Linked DNA regions of Mus musculus: region 1 is linked to region 2. A link is a contact called in public HiChIP or PLAC-seq data. All regions are on one chromosome and are shown on one strand. The core of a region is the stretch at or near the end of the contact, and the rest is flanking DNA. Distances in the headings are between cores, read along the strand shown.

The links. HiChIP or PLAC-seq counts read pairs in DNA pulled down with a chosen protein or histone mark.
Region 1: a contact with region 2 is called in an H3K4me3 HiChIP or PLAC-seq map of bone marrow-derived macrophages, with 4 times the contacts expected there. The contact joins the promoter of A630001G21Rik here to the enhancer-like site in region 2. A contact is called at or near these places in 1 of 39 promoter capture datasets (macrophages), 1 of 15 datasets of contacts at CTCF or cohesin (large pre-B cells), 2 of 484 Hi-C or Micro-C datasets (bone marrow-derived macrophages and nephron progenitors), 9 of 115 datasets of contacts at active chromatin or transcription factors (the 230-238 cell line, the HPC-7 cell line, acute myeloid leukemia and 5 more) and 4 of 9 other capture datasets (adipose tissue, liver, macrophages and 1 more).

The regions. Positions count from the first base shown.
Region 1 is chr1:85,732,813-85,739,362 of GRCm38.p6, reverse strand. A630001G21Rik (RIKEN cDNA A630001G21 gene) reads left to right here and starts at 2,757. Exons shown (of 6, transcript NM_177055.3): 1 at 2,757-2,891.
Region 2 is chr1:85,662,488-85,669,159 of GRCm38.p6, reverse strand. It overlaps Sp100 (nuclear antigen Sp100), which reads right to left. Exons shown (of 22, transcript NM_001372231.1): 3 at 6,519-6,672; 4 at 5,563-5,634; 5 at 3,816-3,881; 6 at 2,157-2,246. Among named protein-coding and RNA genes, the nearest start is that of Sp100, 16 kb to the right of the region's middle. Within about 2 kb of position 4,924, at least 2 of the 459 cell types and tissues checked have an H3K27ac peak or open chromatin away from gene starts, as enhancers often do. A contact at or near this core is called in bone marrow-derived macrophages, where this site is marked.

The DNA of each region.
Region 1 (6,550 bases), core at 1,508-4,007, 72 kb before region 2:
AACCTTCGGAGTTCAAATCCCTCATTTTTCCTTTAAATATATGAGCATTTGTCTATATGTCAAAGCCTTGTATGCATACATGTGTGCCTCATGCTCTCGGAGGCTGAAAGGGGGTTGGGGCTCCTGGAGTTACTAAGCTGTCACGTGGGTGCCAGGAACTTAACCCAGATCTTTGGCAAGAACCACAGGTGCTCTTTCCTGCTAAGCTACCTCTCCACTCTCTGGAGTCTTGGTTTTGATCTCCTCAAGAAACAGACACTGAGGGGCTGAACAACCATCTGTAATGAGATCTAATGCCCTCTTCTGGTGCATCTGAAGACAGCTACAGTGTACTAAGAAATAATAATAAATAAATCTTGAGCCTGGAGTGAGTGGGGCAGACCAGAGCGAGCAACCTTCATTCCCAGCAACCACATGATGGCTCACAACCGTCAGTACAGCTACCGTGTTCCCATATACATAAAATAAATAAATAAATAAATAAATAAATAAATAAATAAATCTTAAAAAAAAAAAAGAAACAGACACTGAGATATGAGTTTGTAAACTGTGGGGAAGCAGCCACAGAGTGGCCTGCATCTGTAATCCTGACATTCCTAAAGGACGGGTGGGGGGGTGGAGGGTGGTGTGGGGGGAACGTGGGGGGTGGGGATCAGCCAGAAGCTCAATGGACAGCTAGCCTGAAGCACTTAGTAGGAACAGAAACAAGAGAAGCTGCTTCAGCAAGGAGGAAGGTGAGAGCTGCCTTCTGATCTCCACACACCAGAGTGTCAGGGTTCATAGACACCTATACTCACATAACACGTACCCAAAAATAACTTTAATAAGATTTTTAAAAAATGTTGTTTCATGTTGTTTTGCCCGTATGTATATGCACCATGTGTGTGCAGTATCTGCAGAAGCCAGAAGAGGGCATCAGATTCTCCTGGAACTGGAGATACAGATGATTGTGCATCACCATGTGGGTGCTGGGAACCAAACCTGAGTCTCCCACAGGAGCAACAAATGCTCTTAACCACTGAACAATCCCACCAGCCCTGTAAGGAAGTTGTTTTAAATAAGGAAGTAGTACTAGCAGAAAGAGATCAGAGTTTTTCTACAGAGGAGTCGAGGAACTATGAAGCTCACCCAAGACCGTCCTGTTCCTCCCTGGTTGAGGTCTGCTTCTGGTTACATGAAAACCCCAGCACTTCCCATTTGGACTGCTTCAAAGCTTTCAGTATCCAGGCTGGCCAGATAAAATCCCACAGGCAGAGTTGCAGGTATTAGCAAAACACAGCATTTCTTTGCAGGGGTGCCACCCACATATTCGGACACCATAGCTTGAACACTATCACATCTGCTGGAGCTGGCTAAAGTCCCTGGCAACACCAGAGGTTTCATTTAGTGATAAGAAAGGACTCGGTTTAGTAATCACCTGGGCCACAGAGGAGCTGGCTAACTGCTTTTCCTTCTTGCTTGGTGTCTTCTCTTTGGTATCATTGTTTCTTTTTAGTCTCTGCAAGACTGGAGGGGATCAAGAGGAAGGGTTGGGCTTAGAAAAGGCTTTTTTTTTTTTTTTTTAATACTTCTGGTAAGGCTGCCCCTACCGCCCCCAGCACAGCTGTGGCCAGTTTGTTCCATGCCAGCCAACTAAGCAGCTAAGACATATCATTGCTGTAATGTGCCTGCCAGTTATTGATGCAGAAAAAACGACTCCCCTCAGAGCAGGGCCATGCTGACCACATACTCTGTTATGTTCTGTACGTTAAGAGGTTTGCTAATCTTAAGATATTCCACAACTATAAGCTTCAGGTAGGACTCATCAAATTAAAGGTCAATACGAACTGTTATGTCTAAAATGGTTTGAGTCAGGGCTGACTACTGGGCAGCACTTCTAGGTCCTGCCTGTGAACTCATTGTGGGTTTTGCAGTTTTATTTGTTATAAGTCTCTCCTGAGAAATGTCCAGTGTGTATCTTTGAGCTGTCGTCCTGGCGGATGAGTCTTGTGTTCAATAAGCCATCCCTGTTTAACTGAGATAGGTGTTTCTGTGGTTTGTGGGGCGACTCCTGGACCCCAACAACTTGCTCCATTGTAATTTTATATTAGTACTCTCTAGAGTACTCTTGCATGGTGATCACTTACTGGGGAATATTTTGGTGATAGCTCCACGAAGTCTGACATTTCTGGGTGTGGTGATTTGAATGAAAATGTCCCTCTCTCACGGTCTTAGGTGGTTGGGTGTGAGGTTTCCAGTCTAAGGTGCTGTTTGGGGGAGGATTAGACATGGTGTACCTTGAGGAAGTACATCTCGGAGTTTTGAGGTTTCGAAGGCACACACCGTTTCCAGTCCCCCACCCCCATTCCTGCAGTAAGAGATTCGAGCTCCGTTGTTCCTGTACCGTGACTGCGGCTGATTGTTTCTATTCTCTGCCATGTTGGACTTTTACCCCTCTGGAACTGTAAAAGCCCAAATAAACTCTCCTTTACGATGCCTTGAGTGTGGTATTTTATCAGAGCAGCAGAAGAGTAACTGCTACAGGTCCCACCTTCAAAATATTTCATTATGTGTAAAGCAAATATCATCAAATCTCCAAAAGCTGGAAAGCTAAATATGATTATGGTCCAAGTGGTTTCAGGCTGAAGGCCTCTCAACCTGTATTTCTAAAGGTGCAGTAACCAAGTGCTACCACCAGAGGTCAGGATAGACTTTGCAGAGACCCGAGAGAGGGAACGTGGTACAGGGAGACACAGAGGAAGTGAATGCAAATTTCACTAAAGTTTTCCCTAAACCCACCCCAGATCGAGGTCCTAGCTTTCGCTCTGCTTTCTGTACTTGCTACTGACCACAATTGACGCCCGCCGTGAGGAAGGCTGAAGGTGTCCCCTGCGGACTCCCCCAGACCCAAGGTAGCTAACTGGGGAGGAGGTGGAAGGGTGTTTGGGATGAAGTGAGGGAGAGGAGGGAGGGAGGCCTTGACTCCCAGAGGACTCCTTAAATGAGTCTATGAAATAGCCCGATACCAGACAGATTAATGCACCACAGAGAGCAAACTTATTAACGAACAAGAGAGGTGCTTAAGCATTCTTTTGGAAGGGGAAGGGGTGTTAGGCAGCCTGTGAAGTGTTTTAGGTGAAAACAAACAGATAGAATGGATGGTGGCTTGAGACAGAGTTTCTCTGAGAGAGCTGACTTCTAGCTTCCTCTCCTGGCATGAGACAATCACTCTTCTATGGAACTCTCAGGGAAGCACTGCTGTAAGGGAATTCTCTCAAAAGACCTGCCTTTAGGCAGAAGAGGGCTTTCAGAGAAAGTCTCCAACACGTGCTGTTTCTCCTTGCTCATCTCAAGGGTTCCAAAGTGGTACACTTGGGCTGCTATGTCCTGTACTCCTTCCTGTAAGAGGGTCAGGACCGGAGCCATTTACGGACCAGCCTCAGGGGAGCACCCAGCCTGAGGTCATATCCTTCAGGGAGGGAAGGGGTGGAGTCTGCCCCCAGGGGGCCACTGCTGATTTCCCCTTAGTGCCCTGCGCTGCTCCTCCTGGGGTAGGGTTGTGGTTGGCGGGGGTGGGGGTAAGGCTAGGAGGTGGGGGTGGGGGGCAAGCAGAGGAGGTGCCACTTGCTAGCCCCTGAAGCTGTCTATATGTGTTTGCTCATTTTTATCGCACCGGCAGTGTGGTTTGGGATGGACCAACTACCGTTCAGGAAAGGACATTAGCAAGTTCCTGCTTCTAGAGGAAGAGCTAAGGGCTAGGATGAAGGCTTAGCACTTCTTTGTCCAAGTTTAATTCCTGGTTTCGTTTTTCTGTTAAAAATCGTTAAATTTCAAAAGTGTACTCAGACCCTGACTTTCCAGTTCAGCCCTGCCCACATCCAGTCGTGGCCTAATCGAGGGAGGAGGGCAGGGACCCCGGAAATCTTTCTTTGCCAATACCCAGCATTGTTTTGGAGAGACTGATTCTTGGTAGAAGCTATAATCCAGCAGAATAGAAAGCTGGGGTGATCTGCCAAGCCTTTGCTCCGACTGGGTCCCATTTTGCCTTTGTCCAGCTATGTCAACACTATCCAAAACAATTACTGATTCAACAACCACTATAGAATTTCCAACAGCCCTTCCCACCATATTCTAATAGTTTGGGCTTTTCCGGCCCACAAAAATGGAGATGCTGAACCTCAGAGTCGTACGGTACTGTAGGGGCCCCTGAAGAGCCAGAACGGTCTTAGGGAAGAATACAGATAGATGGATGAGTTACCCTTTCCATCTCTGAAACACTTCAAACCTGCAGTTCCCAAGGCAGTGGGGTGCTCTGGCGTGGGGACTAACAAATGGACTGAAGAGAGATACATGAGCAGGCATAGATAGTGGGTTTTCAGCAGGGATGTTAAGACTAAACTGAAATGTTTAATGCTTTTGAATTTCATACATAGGTACTGTGTTTTCATCATTTCCATTCTCCTGTCCCCTTCACTGTCCCCTTCACTGTCCCCTTCACTCCCTTGCAAAGCAGTGGCCTCTTCCTCTTTCACTATTACTGCTATACTTACACAATGTATGTATGTATGTATGTATGTATGTATGTATGTATGTATGCATGCATGCACATACATGTGCACAGCCTGCTGAGTTCCTCTAGTGTTGCTCCCATGTCTGTGTGTATAGGGAGAACCACTTGGGGTCAGATGACCTATAAGGGGGCTCATCCCCCAGATGCCACCTCTCAGCAGCTACTAATTACTAATTAATTCTTGATGCAGGGATAGGAAGAGCAATTAGACATCTACTCACTCCAGACAGGAAGCAGGTGTGGGTCCAGGGCCGTTCAGAGATTCACAGTCTCAAAGTCTCAAGTTTTGGTTTTAGTAAAGTAAAAGCTTTTTTTTTTTTTTTTTTTTTTTGGTTTTTCGAGACTCGAGACAGGGTTTCTCTGTGTATCCCTGGCTGTCCTGGAACTCGCTCTGTAGACCAGGCTGGCCTCGAACTCAGAAATCCGCCTGCCTCTGCCTCCCAAGTGCTGGGATTAAAGGCGTGCGCCACCACGCCCGGCAAGTAAAAGCTTTTTATACAAACAAACAAACAAACAAACAAACAAACACAAATGGCCAGGACCAAACCAGAAAGAGTTCCCCAGGTAAGTTCCCCTACCTATTGTTAGTTCAAAGATTATAAAGGTGAAAACTATACAGTTGTAATTTGGGTAAGACAAATTAACTCGTATCCTGTCTGTGAGCAGGCAAGGCTTGATTTTGTAAACAGATGTCCAGCAGGTACCTCAGTCATCCAAGCTAGGGTTTCATACAAAAATGGGATTTAACAGTTAGCCTATTTGATCTTGTGACCCTATTACTTTGTTGGGATAGCTGAGGAGGTGAAATATTTTTGTAACAATCAGCAGGTTTTAAGAATAGCTCAATTGCATCAGGAAATAGTCTATCTCAGGCTAGCTGACAGGGTACATTCAAGGTAGGGGAAACTTCCTTATGGCTTATACAAGCTCAAAACAATTTTGTTTTTACAAGGCTTGCACAGCAAGTTTATCCTCTAAACACAATGTTCACCATTACAGAAGCCATGACAGACCAAACTGTGGATACTACCAATGTCCTACTTGGTGAACCAACGCGTTTTACTGGGGTTACTTACAGGAACATGGGTGAGGGGTTTCTTGCAGGAACAGAAATGACTCAAAGTTGCATCAGCAAATACCAGCCCAACAAAGCCAACAGCTCCCAAAGCTAGGAATCTGGAACACAGTGTACACAGCCTGTAGGCAGCTCAAACAGGTTGGGAAATGTCCTTTCCTGGTGCCTCGGTGGGTCTAAACCTCAACCAGGCGGCCCTGCTGGTTTCTGTTTCTTTAAGGAAAGCTGTTTTGATCCTAGAATCAATTCTTTGCTGCTTCTCTGCTCTGAGAGTCATCTTAGCAGCTTGCCTTCCCTTCACCTGAGAAGGACTTTGAGCACTGACTTTTAACTCTGGCAGAGAGGGGCCGAATGGATCTGGTCGATTTTAGGAACTTCCTGAAGCTGTTGAATTGTTTACCTTCCTGCTTGAGGATCTTACTTGCAGGATGGGATGTTTTAATCTCTGAGGAAACTGTTACATAGTATTCCACCCCTTTCTCCTCTCCTCATTACTTTCTTTCCACCTCATCTCATCCCTTAACTTTGGAGGGGGTGACTATAGATGTCCACCTATGGCTAGGAAACAGGCCACCATGCCACAGTAACAAGTCACTTGTTATCTGGAGCTTCACCAGGAGCTATGAGTTGAAGCTGACAGTGATCTATGGGTGCAGACACACAAATTTAGAAGGCAGTTGAGCAAGCACGCCAAATCCATCTAGAAAATCCATCTAGAGATTGCTTTCCCATTGAGGCCTATGACCTCCTCATCTGCATGCTTTTGTACTGGCTGACACTACCAGACGTGAACTCCCTTTTGTGGAGTGGGCCTTAAATCTAATGGGAAGGTTTTGCCCATGACAGCTGAGCCACTATTGCACAAGCAGGCACATCCTGCTAGAAAGCCGGTATTTCAAAATGCAGGAACAATAGCTAAGCAGAGG
Region 2 (6,672 bases), core at 3,675-6,174:
CAAATGTCACTCTTGTTAGGAACACTGTAGGAAGCTGTTTAGAAAGGAATCTTGTCAAAACAGGGGCCTGAGACCAGGTCTGAGCCAAGCATGGGCTGAGTGGGGACCAGGTCCCAGAGCAAACAAATTCAGGACTGACACCTTCTCTTTCCCTACAGGGAACCTCCCTGGCGCATAGCAGATTCTGTCTTTCCAGCCCATTCTAGTCCCCTAAACTCAACAGTATGTGAATGAATAATATAGTATGCAGTACAGTTTCATGTTTTTTTTTCTGTTTAGTATTTTCTAAAAAAAAAAAAAGTTAAGTTCCAGAGAAAAATAATTGAAATAGAAGCCTTAACATGGGATGTGGCCCTGGCTGTGTACTTTATGTCCCAATCTACAGGTTAGAGCTGCCTTTCAGGGTCATGGGTTGATTACAGTCCTTACCCCATGAGTGTGCACCACAGTCCCTGTCTCTGTTGGCTCAGACTATTGGATTGATATACAGATCGATGGCTAATTGTTCACTCTTCAGCCCATCTGAGTGGATTGTTATTTATTGAATCCTGCCATGGACATCATTAGGATGCCATTTCCAGATAGAGTTGTTCCAGACCATACACTCAGGAAGAATTCACTGGTTTTCCCTGCATTCCTCTTCCCCACTGTACCCCTCCTCCCCACTGCATCCCTTCTCTCCACTGCACTCCTTCTCCCCACTGCACCCCTCCTTCCCACTGCATCCCCATCCCCACTGCACTCCTCCTCCCCACTGCACTCCTCCTCCCTACTGTATCACTCCTCCCCACTGCACTCCTCCTCCCCACTGCACTCCTCCTCCCCACTGCACCCCTCCTCCCCACTGCACTCCTCCTCCCTACTGTATCACTCCTCCCCACTGCACTCCTCCTCCCTACTGTATCACTCCTCCCCACTGCACTCCTCCTCCCCACTGTACTCCTCTTCCCCACTGCACCCCTCCTCCCCACTGCATCCCTTCTCTCCACTGCACTCCTTCTCCCCACTGCACCCCTCCTCCCCACTGCACTCCTCCTCCCTACTGTATCACTCCTCCCCACTGTACTCCTCCTCCCTACTGTATCACTCCTCCCCACTGCACTCCTCCTCCCTACTGTATCACTCCTCCCCACTGCACTCCTCCTCCCTACTGTATCACTCCTCCCCACTGCACTCCTCCTTCCCACTGTACTCCTCTTCCCCACTGCACCCCTCCTCCCCACTGCATCCCTTCTCTCCACTGCACTCCTTCTCCCCACTGTACCCCTCCTTCCCACTGCATCCCCATCCCCACTGCACTCCTCCTCCCCACTGCACTCCTCCTCCCCAGTACATCACTCCTCCCCACTGCACTCCTCCTCCCTACTGTATCACTCCTCCCCACTGCACTCCTCCCCCCCACTGCACCCCTCCTCCCCACTGCACTCCTCCTCCCTACTGTATCACTCCTCCCCACTGCACTCCTCCTCCCCACTGCACTCCTCCTCCCACTGCATTCCCCCTCCCCACTGCACTCCTCCTCCCCTCTGCATCACTCCTCCCCTCTGCATCCCTTCCCTTTGTTCATCACTGACCACAATCCCACCCACTCATTGCTTCTTATTCCCACCCTGTGTACCTGCGGAAAAACAGTCAAGAATTCAGGCTCTTAGATATTGCTATCTTTTCAAATGCTAAAAAAAAGTTCAAGTGGAAGATTTTGAAATGTATAACAATTATATCAAATGCCACTCTGGAAAGCTGTTGTTTTGCTTGTTTCAGTTTATTTTTGTATGGAGCTGTGGTGGTGGATAGAGAGATGGCACAGTGGTTAAGAACACTTGCTGTAATGCAGAGAGGACCTGGGTATGGTTTCTAGCACCCACATGGTACCTCACAACTGTCCACGACTCCAATGTCAGGGTATCTGACACTGTCTTCCATCATCGTAGGGAACACATGGTATATATACATAAATGCAGACAATACCACACACACACATAAAACAAAACAATCAATCTTTTAAAGCATTTTAGAGTTTGAAGTGTTAATTTTAGAAAATTTCTTTTTAAGTGGTTTATTCCACCTAGAACCTCCACAGAAAGTCTTCCAAAGTGCTAGACATGTGTTTCCAGAGACGAGTCATGGGAAAGGAATAAACACTAAAGCACACATACCAAGGTGACCTGGTGATTCGGCAAGCTGATGATTCTCAGTTTGGTTTGCCTGCATGAGGTTGGAATTTCTTCTATCATTACTTCTCCAGCCTGAGGAATAATTGATAATTCATAGTCAGTATACATGTTAGATACACAGACAGAAGAAAATACCCATTTAATGCAGTGGTGAGAACTCTGGATTCTGGAAGTAGGTACAAGTGACTCTGACAGAGAATCAACAACAACAACAATAACAAGAAATGCCTGCAACAGCGTTGAAAGAATAAACACATCTATGAATGCCCTTCACAGTGTCACTTAACATCCCTCTGTAGCATGTACCATTGTCACATCCCTTTCACAGGAGATGACACCAGGGCCCAGACAGGCCAGGTAACCTGTCTAGGCTCACAAAGGCAGAATTTCAACTCAGACATTTCTACTTTGCCAGGATCTTAAGGCATAACTGAATCCCAATACTTAGTTGGGTGAAGGATTAGAACCCCTGAAATGAACTTTGCATCCTCTGAAAATGGGGTGACACATCATCATCTTTAAGTTATTGAGAAGATAAATGCAATACCTATATCAATATCCAATATATCAGAAAAGAAAACCATTATAATCAATGCCTTGAATTTAGAATATTCTGAATTAGTAATAGTTTAAATAGATATTCAATTAAGGAAGTAGACAGATTAATTAGAACATCAAAGGGAGCCAGGCAGTGGTGGTGCCTGCCTTTAATCCCAGCATTCTGCATGCAGAGGCAGGCTGATCTCTGTGAGTTCAAAAGCCAGCCTGGTGTACAACTCCAGGACAGCCAAGGCTATACCGGGAAAGCCTGTTCAAACAAACAAATAAAAAAACAACAACAATAGAAAAAAAAAAACCCGAAGGATTTTTTTTAGTGATCCATCTTGTCTAGAGTGGGATTCCCAGCCCGTTAGCCCAGTGATAGCAAATGAAGCATCATATAGGGGGTCCAGATGTGTTATGATCTGATGAGGTAAACCCAAGGGGGACCATGTGTTGCCTCACAGAAGGAGCCTTCTCATCACACCCTTCTAACCACCGCTGGACATAAGAGCAGAACAGGTAAGCAGTATCCAGTCATAGTCAAGCAAAGCACAGGCAAACCACTGTGGATCTGCATATACAGGCAACACCTACAGAAGCCGGAACCCTTTCTATGCAACCCAGGAGCCCAAGGCCCCAAAATTTAAACCCTAAACTTGGAGAAAGTATGGATGTAGATAATGTGGACATCAGAAACACAAGGAAAGAGCATCCCCACGCTCACAGTGTATGGGTGACTTTTCAGTTCCGTTGTATTTTGTTTGTCAACAAAACAAGATAGGATCATCTGAGACGAGGGACTCCCATCTGAGAAAATTTCTCTTATCTGATTGGCCTGTAGGCAAATCACTGGGGGACTCTTCCTTAATGACTGACATGAGAAGGCCCAGCCCACTGTGGGTGGTATCACCCCGTGTAGGTAGTCCTAAGATATGGAAAAAGGCAGGCTGAGCAAGCCAGTAATCAACATTCTGTAAGATGTACTAAACCCTTTCCTCCCCAGGTTGCTTCTGATCATGGTGTTTCATCACAGTAACAAAGGCAAACTGGGATCAATGGTAGGAGACAGCAATGTTTATAGAGTCAGCAAGAACTGACCTTCAGATGCGGAGAGATCTAAGGATGACCCATTCGGGCTTCCTTGAGAATAGCTGGCACCAGGTCCTAAGGAGAAAAAGAAAAACCAAGATGTTGATTTCAGAAGTTGGAGCAGAAGGGTTTCTTATCTTGACGAAAGGGCTAAATAGCCCATCGAGGCACCAATCCAGAGCTCATCTGGAGTTGTTAGGTTCCCCCTGATTCTTGAGGTCAGACTCAGGTCATGGAGTAGGATACAAGGATCATCCCTGGCTGAGTGGAGTCCTGCCTGGGCCACGCTAGCACCTAGAGATGACTGGTCTTCATATCCCTGACTAAAGGATGCCCACATGGGTCCCCAGAGCTTCCCTGCCCTGTGGCCTTACATGAGTTCCCAGGAGTCCTTGGACCCTATCTCCTTTCACACAATAGCCTCCGAGTGAGTATATATCAGATGGCTCATCCTTGTTGGCCTTCTCCTCAGGATTCAGTGACAGCTTGCCTCCCTTCCCTTCCATTCTTGCTTCCTTCCTATGTTTTCTCTCCGTATTTCCCCCATGGCTGTTTCATGTTTTCATGATTAGCAGTACATGCTCAAGAACACAGACCCTGCCTCCAGAATGCCTGGATTCTTGTTGCTTTGTTTGACCCCGTGAACACTCCACACATGGTCTCTCCCAATTTTAGCTTCCTCCTCTATAAACTGGCCATCTGAATGATACCAATCCTTAATGGCAGCTGGGTTAGACAGGAATCAAGAGTAGATGCTAAGCAAAGCAAAAAACTAAATGGATCTTTCTGTCATTGTCTTTCATTCTTTCTGTTTATTATAACACTGAGCCCCTTATCTGAATTTAAACCATAAGACACCCTGCTGGTGTCTGAAGATATAGTTGCTGTGGGTAAATCCCACCTATCACACATCTGTGGTAAGAGATGTAAGGATACACAAAATAACAGGAGCATCTCTCTAACAGAGTGTTTCCTCTTTGAGGCTACCTGGACCATAATGCTTCACCCTTCACAGTTTAAAATGGATCATCTCCTTCAGGGACTTTTCTAAACTGCAGTGACTTCTGAGTACTCAGTCTCTTTCAGTCTGGATTCCTGACACTGGCCTCAGATTGCTTCATCGTGGGTATCAGGATGATCCTCTGATGTCATGGTTGCTCTGCCAAGATCCTACTTCCCATTAGAGGCTGGTCAAAGTTTTCATCTCAAGTGCCTCTTCCTTCCAAGGCTCATATATTAGAGGTCTGCCCCTCAGAATGGAATGAATGGATTCTGGTGATATCATTAATCAGCAGAGCCCAGTAGAAGAAATTTGGATCACCAAGGGTGTACCTTTGAAGGGCCACAGGTACCTCCTCTCTTTCCTTACTCCCAGGACCCCATAAAGTGAACAACTTTGCTTCACCCAATCCCTTACTTTGAAGTTCTGCCCCACCATAGACCTTACGTGATCAAACCATCTGGACTAAAGTCTCTAAATCCATGAATCCAAAGAAATTGACTAGCCATGTTGTTTTGTTTTTGAGAGAGTTTTCCTATGTAAATTGGCTGGCCTCAAACTCACAATCCTCCTGCCTCAGGGTTTTGCATGTCCAGCTCCTCCTTGGTAATTTGTCCCAGTACAGGAAAGCTAACACCAGGCTCATACCCACTGCCCACCTTGCTGTCTCTATTTCTTCTCATTCACACTCTTCTCATGGTCACCTTTATTTCCTAGTCTCAGATGAGATAAGAAACTTTCTGCAGGTGTAATTACCTTGTTCAAGACTTAGCTGGGAGTTTGGGTTCCCTCCATCAATTCCTTGGAAACACAATTCATTGGGAAACACTGAAGTGGGAGGAAAGGAAGAGGGAAGAAGAGGAGGAAACCATTAGCCATCTCTAGCAGGGACCAGGGGCAGTTTTTCAAAACTACACATTTAGGAATTTATAGCCCTTCAGTCACTCCAAGCTCAATGGGTTTCCTATGCCTAAATTCATCCATCATGCCCTGGGAGAGAGAAGACTCCCACAGTCAACTTTATTCTGCCCATATAGAAAAGAGACATTCAAGGTCAAGAACAAAAGAGGAAAACAAACTCTGTGAGCTGTGTTCCTCTTCCAGTGTTCAGAGGGCAGCGAAGATATATATCACAACAGGTAAAATAGAAGAAAAACATGACTTCCAGGGTATCACAATGGTAAGAAGAAACAAAGGCTTTCATGGATCAAAGGTCTAGGATCTGGCACATACCAAAGGGAAGTCCCAGGCAGCTTTGAAGATGGGCAGGACGGGGTTGAAGAGCTAACTCACACATTGTTGGTTTCTATGAGCATGAGGTGCTATACTAAGATGGATCCTGCACCCACAGCTGAGTCGTCACTCAAGGTGGGCGGTAACCAATTTGATGGACTGCCATGTAAGAATGCCCACTGAGAGACACAACAGTGCTACCCTACTGACAATCAGCACTTCTAATCCTACCCTCTTCTACATAGCCTGATGATGGTATGCCTCCTATTGTCCTGAGAGCCTAAATGCCCAGCGGCAGAGCTCTGGAGGGTGTCAGCCATTAGTCATAAGTTTTCATATGATTCATGACACAGTAGTCTTGTTAACTGTTATATCCTCAATTGCTCTGCATTATATATGGCACATGATAAAAGCTTAATATACATTTGTTGACAACAAAAAGGACTGTGCTCTCAAGGAGCGATATAAAACCCAATTACCACATCCAAAGCTTCTACGAATGAGATTCAAATCGGGGTACTTCTCCATGTTGACCTCATTGAACAATTCGCACAGTACCGTCATGTCAAATTTCTTCTCCAGTTCCTCCAGGGCTCTGTAGATCACTTTGTCCACAGGGACCAGCGATCTACA